Linked DNA regions of Callithrix jacchus: region 1 is linked to region 2. Evidence: chromatin contacts called from public Hi-C data. All regions are on one chromosome and are shown on one strand. The core of a region is the stretch at or near the end of the contact, and the rest is flanking DNA. Distances in the headings are between cores, read along the strand shown.

Evidence for each region. Hi-C and Micro-C count contacts between places; a contact is called where the count stands out from the background.
Region 1: a Hi-C map of skeletal muscle shows a contact between it and region 2, with 4 times the contacts expected there. The contact joins two enhancer-like sites. A contact is called at or near these places in 2 of 3 Hi-C or Micro-C datasets (induced pluripotent stem cells and skeletal muscle).

Annotation. Positions count from the first base shown.
Region 1 is chr11:116,353,437-116,358,608 of calJac240_pri, forward strand. All of the region lies in intron 6 of LOC128928485 (a long non-coding RNA gene), which reads left to right. All of the region lies in intron 7 of LOC144578448 (a long non-coding RNA gene), which reads right to left. Among named protein-coding and RNA genes, the nearest start is that of KLF14, 160 kb to the right of the region's middle. Within about 2 kb of position 1,520, at least 8 of the 16 cell types and tissues checked have an H3K27ac peak or open chromatin away from gene starts, as enhancers often do.
Region 2 is chr11:116,206,344-116,211,395 of calJac240_pri, forward strand. The region is part of intron 3 of LOC128928485 (a long non-coding RNA gene); the gene reads left to right. Among named protein-coding and RNA genes, the nearest start is that of MKLN1, 69 kb to the left of the region's middle. Within about 2 kb of position 2,703, at least 2 of the 16 cell types and tissues checked have an H3K27ac peak or open chromatin away from gene starts, as enhancers often do.

The DNA of each region.
Region 1 (5,172 bases), core at 270-2,769, 150 kb after region 2:
CTGCCCCGTCGGACTCCCAGTTCCAGAGCAGTCCCACCAACAGCCCCTTCCACGGGGCCTGACTCCCACCTCCTGCATCAAAAGTACTCGGCCTGTCCTGCAAAACCCTTCGTGATGAGGCCTGCTTCTCCTCCCCACCTGGTGGGACCACCCCCCCAACCCTGGAACCCCAAGCTGCAGAGCTACTGGAGGGAATGCAGTGTGTTGTTCAGTATATATGTTCCTCGAAGCATTCACTCCTCCCCATTTCCCTTTGGTGTTTAACCTGTTCTTCCTTGAAAATTCAGCTTTTCCTTTAAAATTCAGCCTGGAGCTCCCCAGTGAAGACTCCTCTGGCGCTGCAGGTGGAACTCGCCGCTTGCTGAGTCTCCACTATCCCTTGTCGGATACGCGCTTGTGACATATACTGGAAGGCACTGGGCACATGTTTCTCTGCTCTGTGAGACTGTGGACCTCTGCCACAGTGGCCGTGTCCTTTTCCTTCCCACGCCTGATGAGGTACACATCTTGTCAGTGTCGGTCACGGACTGAAACTTAACCCATTAGAAGGACAGCGAAGTCAGTTGACTAAGTTGTTAAGGCACGGGCTCTGTGAGTTCAGAAGAGACGTGTCAGAATCGGTCCAGGGAGGTTTCACAGAACAAGTAGGAATTCTTAGAACTGGAAGGTCAGAGCTTTGTACATATGAAATAGATCAAACAATAAAAAGAATTCCAAGTGGAATAGCTCAGTGCCTGTGGCTCCTAATGGCCCCACCATTCTCTGCACCAGCCAGTGGGAGGAGAAAGCCTGCAGAGTCGGCAGCAGAGGCAGATCATCTTAGCCTGAGCATAGGCTTTATCTAAGGAAGCGGAGCAAACGCTCTGAAGGTGGGTTGGACTTAGGTGGTGGAAAGGTTTCAAATGCACTCCGTTATCTTGTAGGTAGCGGCTGCCTTTATTACTTTAGAAAACCATGGCGACTTCATCAAAGTGGTGTTTTAGAAAGACAATCCAGGGCTGTCTTTTCCCTTTGAGTGTGGGAGGCGCCCTGTGGCCGTGCCTTCATTTGCTGTGATGGTATTCCCAGTGATTTTCTTCCTGTGGCTTTGCGGCTTAATGGTGAACCGAGAGGCTTAGGACACAGGTACAAAGCCCCTCCACTCTTGAATGCCTCACCTCAAGGCGCTGGATCTTTCCTTCTGTAAACAAAGGCTTTCCTTCTGGCACTGCCCTTGACCTGCTGGGAGCTGTTCTCTGATCCTTTGGGTCTCTCTGCCCTCGTGACTAGCATGACCTGCTAGGCAGCAACCCCCACGCAGCAGGTGATCCTCCAGAGCTGAGTCACCGCCCTGGGAACCGTGCCCAGGTGAGGCCATCCCAGGCAGACCAGCACGGGGCGGGTGTGAGTAGCCTCTCCACCTGGTCCCTGGGTCTGGGAGGGCTCTTTCAGTGTGACAGAGAGAGAGCAAAGGAAACTCGGATTTTTGGCAAAACAGAAAAATGTTTTACCTATGATTATAGCCATGGGCCCTGGTCAGTCATTTGATTTCAGCATACCAAAATGATCCGTTTACAGATACCTTGAGACATGGAAAGGAAGGAGACTTTTCAATGATGTTTTAAGATGCTGCTTGACCTTATGAATTAAGAGCAATGAGAAATAATATGACACAGAGAGAGCTAAGCCATTGATCGATATTATAGGCAATGAACAAGTGAAGTTCAGATTTTTAAAAAATTTTTTTATGCGCACTGATGGATGTCTAAAAAATTAGGACACATTCTGTTCATTTCCAGAGAAGAGAAAAATGTGTTGCTTTTGAAAGGACTTTTTTTTTTTTAAAGTCTGGCTTCTTCATTACACTAGTGAATAGCGATGATCTCAGTCTAGAAAGCAAGTTAACCATCATCTCTCTCCTTGCCTAGGAAAAGAAGCCTTTATCTAAGTAGCAAAAGATGGCTAAGGCTGACCACCCAGTCATTTTGGCTGATGAGGATTTTCCAAAAACACAAAAAGCTCTCTACATTTTCACAGCTGAATAATAACTCTTGGGAAATACTACCAGCTTACTCAGTTCTAATAAGGCCGTGGAGAAGTCTGGTGACAGTTGATCAGTCCGTTGCCTGGATGCAAATGTTACACGTGGCTAACGATGCTGTCACCACTGGGAGCTTTCATAACCGGAGAAAACAGCATCATGTCTCTTGCTTTCTGAATATGGAATTTTTAACTTTTTTTTTTCCCCTGGAGACAGTCTCACACTGTCACCCAGGCTAGAGTGCAGTGGCGTAATCTCAGCCTCCTAGGTTCAAACGATTCTCTCACCGGAGTCTCTCTCCCAGGTTCAAACGATTCTCCCACCACCACGCCCAGCTACTTTTTGTATTTTTAGTAGAGATAGGGTTCTGCCATGTTGGCCAGGCTGGTCTCGAACTCCTGACCTCAGACAATCCATCTACCTTGGCTTCTCAAAGTGTTGGTATTACAGGCGTTAGCCACCACACCAGCTGGAATTTTTTAACTTTAAAAAAAAAGTTGCAGTGTTTGACTTTACCCATTATGTGCCCAGCTAACTATACCAATGAAAGGGCCCTTAGGGGAAGAAAAGGGCTCTGCCATTTTCTTGGGCAGCTTTTCTTGAGCTCTGTGTGTGCCTCTGTCTGGGGCGGACACAGGACTCCGGCAGGTCCACTGAACTCGACCACGTAGTTGCCAGATGTGCTGTAAACTGTGACCTGAAGTTGGGGTTTACTGTTTTATTTTTCTGTTTATTTTGCATGAGTACTATATGTATAAAAAAGTAGCCACATTAAAATATGGATGGTCAAAGGGCATCCTAGTTTTTCAGGTAAATTCTAGAAACCAGAGCCATATCCTAATTCCTGTATCCTTTATGATTTCAGATCAATAGAAAGCAGAATCAAAATGCGTTTGGAGCTTAGAGGTCAATTGATTTGGAACCCATTCCAGTCCAAAGACTCTCTAGATTCATTGAATTCTGGAGTATTGTTTAGGGGAAAAGGACATTAAAGGTTGGTCGAGGGAGTTTTATTCTTTATAACCTGTGTGGGGCAGGAGAATTAACCTGCTTTTGGATAGAGGCTGAAAAAAGCCAGTTCTGGTGACCACACTAAAAAGATTAATGAGCACTTAGCACCAAATTAAATACCCCCCACCTTTATGAAAGTGGCATTCATAGTATAAAAGTGACAGTGTTAAACACTGGAGCCGTGAGAAGGAACTTGGGAAGCACTCAGGCACCGATGAGTTAAAAAGACAGAGAGAGACATCCAGTAAGTGAGTTCCCGCTGGGCACGGGTCTGTTTATCCTGCCTTTCTGAAGTCAGAGCCAACATTCTTAATGGTTTTGAATGATTCAGAATGTTTCTTTTCTAGCAGGGCCAATTTCCACACATGGGCTTATGACTAAAACCCCTTAGGTGAGGTCCAAAGCAGAAACCAGCCTCACACTTAATGTCATATTTTAGAATCGTCTTATTTTAGAGCAAAAGGAAAACTATTAAATATAGCTTGCTTATTTCAGACATGAAGGGACGGAACCAGGGAGGCTTTGGTCGGCCAGAGGTCACAGGACTGGAGAGAGAGGACAGCCTGAGCCTCTCTCTCTGGGTTCTGGGCCTAGCCCTCCCTCCTGTGCACCACCGAGCTTCTGTCCAGACCTCAGAAAGAGGTTCCAGTGTGGCTTCGGCCTCTCGCTAGAAGAGACAGCTTGCTCTTTGAGATCATTTAGAAAATGACTTGGGTTAGAAAGGAGAACTTCGCTTTTACAAAATAAAACAGATCAGTTATTTGCCATAGATGGCTTCTTTAAAACATTCTTTGCCAGTGTGTCGTGAATATACTAGCTCTGGGACAGAAATAAGAATTAGCAATTCTATCTATATGCCAAAAGAAGAGACTTGATAGACTTCTTTTTTTTTGGATGAGAATTAACTTATGCCACACTAGTTCTTAATAAAACAAACTGAATCCTGACCACAGAAGAAAGAATTGAGCAATGTTCTAAGAACATGCTGTACTCTTTGGGGCACTGAATAAATGTAATATTTAGAAGATGCTCTCGAAGCTCACAAGTGCCTCTTGGGGAGTAAACGGGGAGAAACGGTGGAGAGAACTTGGACAGAGAAGCAAGGAGAAGACCTTGGGAAGAGCCGTCGACTCACCCCCTTTCCCCTTGACTGAGGACTTCGGGGATCACAGACGCCACAGGAGAGGACCCATTTCCTCAAAGCCAGGAGGTGAACCCTGCTGTGCCCACCACACTACCGCCAGTAGGGATTTTCCTCTGGACCTGAGCCACTGTACCTGAGAGCCAGAAACTGACCAGGTGTGGCATCCCCAGAAAAAGACATGGGCAGGTACGCCCCACCACACACCCACACCATAACCGCAGCTTCCCTCCCTTTATTTAGATGACAACAGCCTGAGCCAGGAGCGCAAATAATTTGTCTAAGGAGCAAAAGCAAATCAATGAAATGGGCTTTGCACTGAGATCTCTGCGCCCAGGGAGGCCTCCTGTGGAGCAAGTCCTGTTTTTTCCAGGTGGTGGTTAAGCAGCTGTCATTGATCACTTTGTTTTTTTAATCGATTATTACGAAATGAGTTTTCCCCCAAAGAATGTTAACATGTCATAAATATTCAGTTAGGCAACTCCAGCATGACCTTTTAGGAGGAGCAGCTGTCTTTTGGTCCCAGTAGCAGTTAAGTGCCATTTTCTCCCTCTTCAAGCCCATGGAAACAATGTGGACGAAAAATGATTATTTAGCTTCTAGCATGATTTTGGAGATAATTATGACAGCCACCTCCCTGACCCAGCCAACACCTGTATTGTCTTTTGTTTGCTTGCTTGCTTGCTTTTCGGTGAGACAGAGTCTTGCTTTATCACCCAGGCTGGAGTGCAGTGGCATGATCTTGGCTTGGCTATTTTTATATTCTTAGTAGAGACGGGATTTCACCATGTTGGCCAGGCTAGTCTCGAACTCCTGACCTCAAGTGATCCACCCGTCTCGTCTTCCCAAAGTGCTAAGACTACAGGCGTGAGCCACTGTGCCCAGCCTTGTCTTTAAAGTAGACTATTTTAATTGTGTGTGTGAGTGTGTGTGTGTGTGTGTGTGTGTGTGTGTGTGAGAGAGAGAGAGAGAGAGAGAGAGAGAGAGAGACAGACAGACA
Region 2 (5,052 bases), core at 1,453-3,952:
TCAAAAGGGAGGAAGGGTATCCACAGAGAGGGGCTGGGGAAGGCCTTGCAGGAGGGCATGGAAGAGCCGGGTTCAGAGGGATGAATAGGATTTGGCTGTTAACCTGGTTGCAAGATGTTGGTAAGGACTTTATCTAAAGCTGTAGTATTGGGGCTAAAGAAGAGAGGATAGAGTCAAGAGATTCAGTGACTGGGAGTGATACTCCCTTTTGACTGGCAGGATGGGGAGAATATAGGAGAAAAAGGAGTCAAGGATTAGTTCAGCTTCTGCCTTGGCCTTCTCAGCAAGTGATGGGGAGTTCACTGAGATGGGGAATACAAAATACTCAGAGATCATATCTGGTTGTTTTGCTTATTGGTTTGGGAAATGAGAAATTCACTTTGGAGGTCTGACCAGGGGAATGCAGCCTGCATTTGATTGAACTTTAAAGCTGATCCCTTTGTCCCATGGCCTAGTTCTTGCGGGAGGACACACATGGCTTATCAGGCAGAAAGGGGCAGCTAGCAAGGTTCTTGGCCAACTGTGGTTGGGCAGCAGCATGGGTAGTCTATCTCACCTTTTTTTTTTTTGAGATGGAGTCTCACTTTGTCATCAGGCTGGAGTGCAGTGGTGTGATCTCAGCTCACTGCAACCTCCGCCTCCCAGGTTCAAGCGATTCTCCTGCCTCAGCCTCCCAAATAGCTGAAACTATAGTTGCACACCACCACGTCCAGCGAATTTTTGTATTTTTATTAGACATGGGGTTTCACCATGTTGGTCAGGATGGTCTCGATGCCGTGACCTTGTGATCCGTCCACCTTGGGCTCCCAAAGTGCTGGGATTACAGGGGTGAGTCACTGCACCTGGTCATCTGTCTCACTTTTACAGGTGGAATCCCCATGGGACACTTCAGGGCATTTACAGAGTGGAAAAATTCTTGCATGTGAAATCCTGTCACATTGGAGAATTTAGTAGTTCCTTTTGATAATTATTTTTTCTACTTGCTCTCTTCCCTCTGTATTTTTACCACTTACGGGAGTACATCTTTATATTTCTCTGGTACAAGGAAGATAAAGAGGGTGAATTTTATGAATGACTAACCAGTCCTTGACTTGTATTAGCTCACTTAACTTTTAAAACCACCCTGTAAAGGAGGTACTTTTAATCATATAAATTCATGATGAAGATAAATAAAACAGGTGTTTGGGAATCAGCAGATTTTGAAATTTTATGACATGCCATTAACACAAACCATAAAATCTTTTATTCAGATCCATTGACATTAACATATAAATAAGGATGACAATTTGTTATTTTGGAAATTCTAAATATTTGTCTTGTCCTTCAAAGAAGGGCTTTGGTTACAAGTAGATCCATAGCACACAAAATTCTGTTTATGTCTGGGCGCAGTGGCTCATGCTTGTAATCTTAGCACTTTGAGAGGCCAAGGTGGGCAGATGTCCTGAGGTCAGGAGTTCCAGACCAGCCTGGCCAATGTGGTGAAACCCTGTCTCTACTGAAAATACAAAAATTAGCTGGGCATGGTGATGCCCACCTGTAATCCCAGCTACTTGAGAGGCTGAGGCGGGAGAACCTCCTGAACCTGAGAGGCAGAGGTTGTAATGAGCCGAGATTGCACCATTGCACTTCAGCCTGGGCAACAGAGCAAGACTGTCTCAAAAAAAAAAAAAAAAAATTCTATTTACATACTTTTTGATAATATCGAAAAATAAATGTAGAAAATGATTCTCCTTAGGAGAATCATTGCTGTTTCATTAATGATCGAGAATATATTAAACTGAAAATACCACCTAAGCAGCTGCTTTGAAACTACATCAAAACAGTAGAAGTTTAAAATTAGATTCTTCTTATTGCATGAAATGCATCTTTTAGTAATATGTGGTGGTCGCTACCTGCTTTCCATGTATTCTTGGAAATTTGGTAATGAAAAGAACTTGGTGAATAGATGCTGTAGGTCATGAGGTGTGGTGCAAAGCTCATGGCCTTGGAATATCAGACATCTGAGCCGAATCACAGTTCTCTGGTTGTGATGCCTTGAGGAAGTAAGTTGCTTGACTTCAGTTGTGCTGTTTCCTGGTCTATAAAATAGACGATAAAGAACCTGCTCCAGTGCATTAAAACTCAAAGGACTTCCTGGGCTTGAGTGGAGTAAACAGGCAGTTCCCTTTTATACCACAAGAGGGAGTGCCTGTATCGAGGTTAACCTGAACTGCAGTTTGGATTTCTTTCTAAAATGTCGCTGAAAATTTAGGAATAAATGGATTACTGGGAAAATGTTAAAGAAAAAGATTTTTTGCCAGTGTCAGGAGAAAGAGGAGCTCGAAACATATAATGGTTAACAGGAAGGGAATACGTATAAAATTCCTTTAAGGTATGAAAAGCCTTGTTGACAGAGTGTTAACGTATTTCATTCCCAGTCAACAGTCCTTTATTGTCAGTGTCTAACCGTGTTGATTTATTTGTTTTATTTTCCTCCTCCTTTGTATTATAAATATTTTATATCCAACAAATAAAGAACTTAAAATTTAGTTTCTTAGTCATAGTAGTCCTGAATAATTAATATCAGTTGAAATTGGATTGTGCTCAGTGCCTTGGATATGTGCAAAACCTGTTTGCCTCAAATGAGTGAGTTAGAAAATATTTTAATCTTTTCATCCTGCTCCCCTCCCACATACTTTTTTTTCCCTCTGACTTTGAGCTTCTGGATCCTTTCATGCGATGTGTTACTGTCCTACATAGCTCACACGGGGTGGGAACAGAGAAAAACATTGTTTCCCTGGCCCAACCCTAGGGACATGGAACTCATTTTGTTAGACAGTGAAATTTTAAAATTTGAAACCAAAACCAGAGCTCAACCAACAGTGAAATTGGCAATGGTGGGATTTTCTAACAAATTTCAGGAAAAATCCAGTTGTATCTCAGTGATGCGACTATGTCCTTTGATTTACAATTTTCAGGTAGTCTCTTTATTTTGCTGGTATTTGTATTATACATAGAGCACATTGTTTTATGGAACTGTAATTACACCATAATACTTTTTCTATTGGGAAACGTTGTGGATTTAGAAGGAACAATCCTAGGCATTTCCTTTTACTCTCTATCCTACTGTTTAGAAGTTTCCCCTGGGTTTGTTCCTGGAAATTAAATTCAGAGTCAGATTGCCCTGGCTCAGATCATGGCACCAGGATGTGTGAAACTTGACAATGTCGGAGTTATCACTGTAATTTCACGCTCAGTCACTTGAAATTTGATAATTTCTTGAGCAGAAGAAAGGGAAGTGGAATTACTATCGAAATTATGCATAATTTTATCTTATCTGTGCAGCAGCCTGTTTAAAGTGATCATTGCTAGGACACAGTATAGAATTACAGACTTGTAAATACTTCTGAAGATTGCCACATTACAAGAAAGCAAGCAAAAAGATCTCTGTGGCCCTTTATGTATTTTTTTGTTTCCAACAGGAAATTTGTTCATTTCAAAATGTGGGAACACCCATTCTCTGTTGGCCACATGAATGTCATCCATTTGTTCATTGCAGCAGGAGAAAAGCAAAGAATGGTTGATACAGGGGCAAGCTGTTCCTTTTAGGTTACTTTAAAAAATCAGAGAATTATTTCAGATATACAAAGAAAGCATAAGGAATACTCTAACCAGTATATATGTATACAGTATCCAGCATAAGAATGGAAATGCTGTGTAGTTATTAAAACGTTATGTGTGCTTCCACAAGCCTGTCCTCCTTTTTACCTTCCAGAAGTATCTTCTCTGTTGAATTTGGTGTTCCTCATTCTGGTGCAATACACAGGAACGCCAAACATAAATAATACTGTTTCATAACATAAATTATGTTTTTGTGCATGTTTTGAAACAGGATATACATTGTATCTATTGCAAGTCAAGTTCCAAGGGAAGCAGACTCTGAGAAGATTTAGACAGGGTACAACTGGTGGCTCACGCCTGTAATCCCAGCACTTTGAGGAGGCCGAAGCGGGTGAATCACTTGAGGTCAGGAGTCCAGCCTGCCCAACATGGTGAAACCCCATCTCTACTAAAATACAAAAAAGTAGCCAGGTGTGGTTGTGCACACCTGTAATCCCAGCAACTCAGGAGGCTGAGGCAGGAGAATCACTTGAACCTGGGAGGTGGAGGACGCAGTAAGCTGAGATCGAGCCCCACTGCACATTCCAGCCTGGGTGACAAAGCAAGACTCAGTCTCTCAAAAGAAAAAACACGTAGGAAGTTTGTTAAGGAAATTTTAGGATTAACACTTGTGGAATAGGAGGAAGCACAATTGGGCAGAGGGAGAAATTGGGCTGCAGTGCGATCACAAGATGGGCCTCAGCTTATCCCAAAGGAAATGTTGAAGGTAGGGTAGCCCTTGAGGATGGTACCAACTTAGGGTGAGGGGCCAGGCCCTGGTAGCTTCACATTCACCAGTTATAGGAAGAAGGCTTGCCCTGAGGAGGGGATGAGACTTTGGTGAGGTGACTTTTTCATCTGAGGGGTGTTAACTTGCAGTACTCCTAGAAATGGGGTGATAAGCCCATCTCAGTATTCATTACAGTCAATGTTGTATACATTGTGTGAGCCTGAGTCAATATTGTATACGTTGTCTGAGCCTGAGTCAATGTTGTATACATTGTCTGAGTCTGAGTCAATATTGTGTACATTGTCTGAGCCTGAGTCGATGTTGTATACATTGTTTGAGCCTGCCTTTTTTACTGTATATTATGTTTTTGGAATTTGCTCTAGCAGCTCTAATTCATTTATTTTAATTGTTTTATAGTATTCAGTTTTTTAGAGTATGTCACAATTTTAAAATATATTTTCCTATTGAGAGACTTTTAAGTTTTTGCATCTTTTTATTATTGAAAAAAATGTGGCTATATGAATTCATTTATATTTCTCCTTAGTTCATGTATCAGAGTTCATCTGGGATATATAACCAGAAAATTACTGGGTCTTAGGGTATGCACAATTTTAAATTTAATAACTGTAATGAAGTTTCTCTCTGGAGTGGTCGTATCTCACCCCACATCCTCATAAACACCT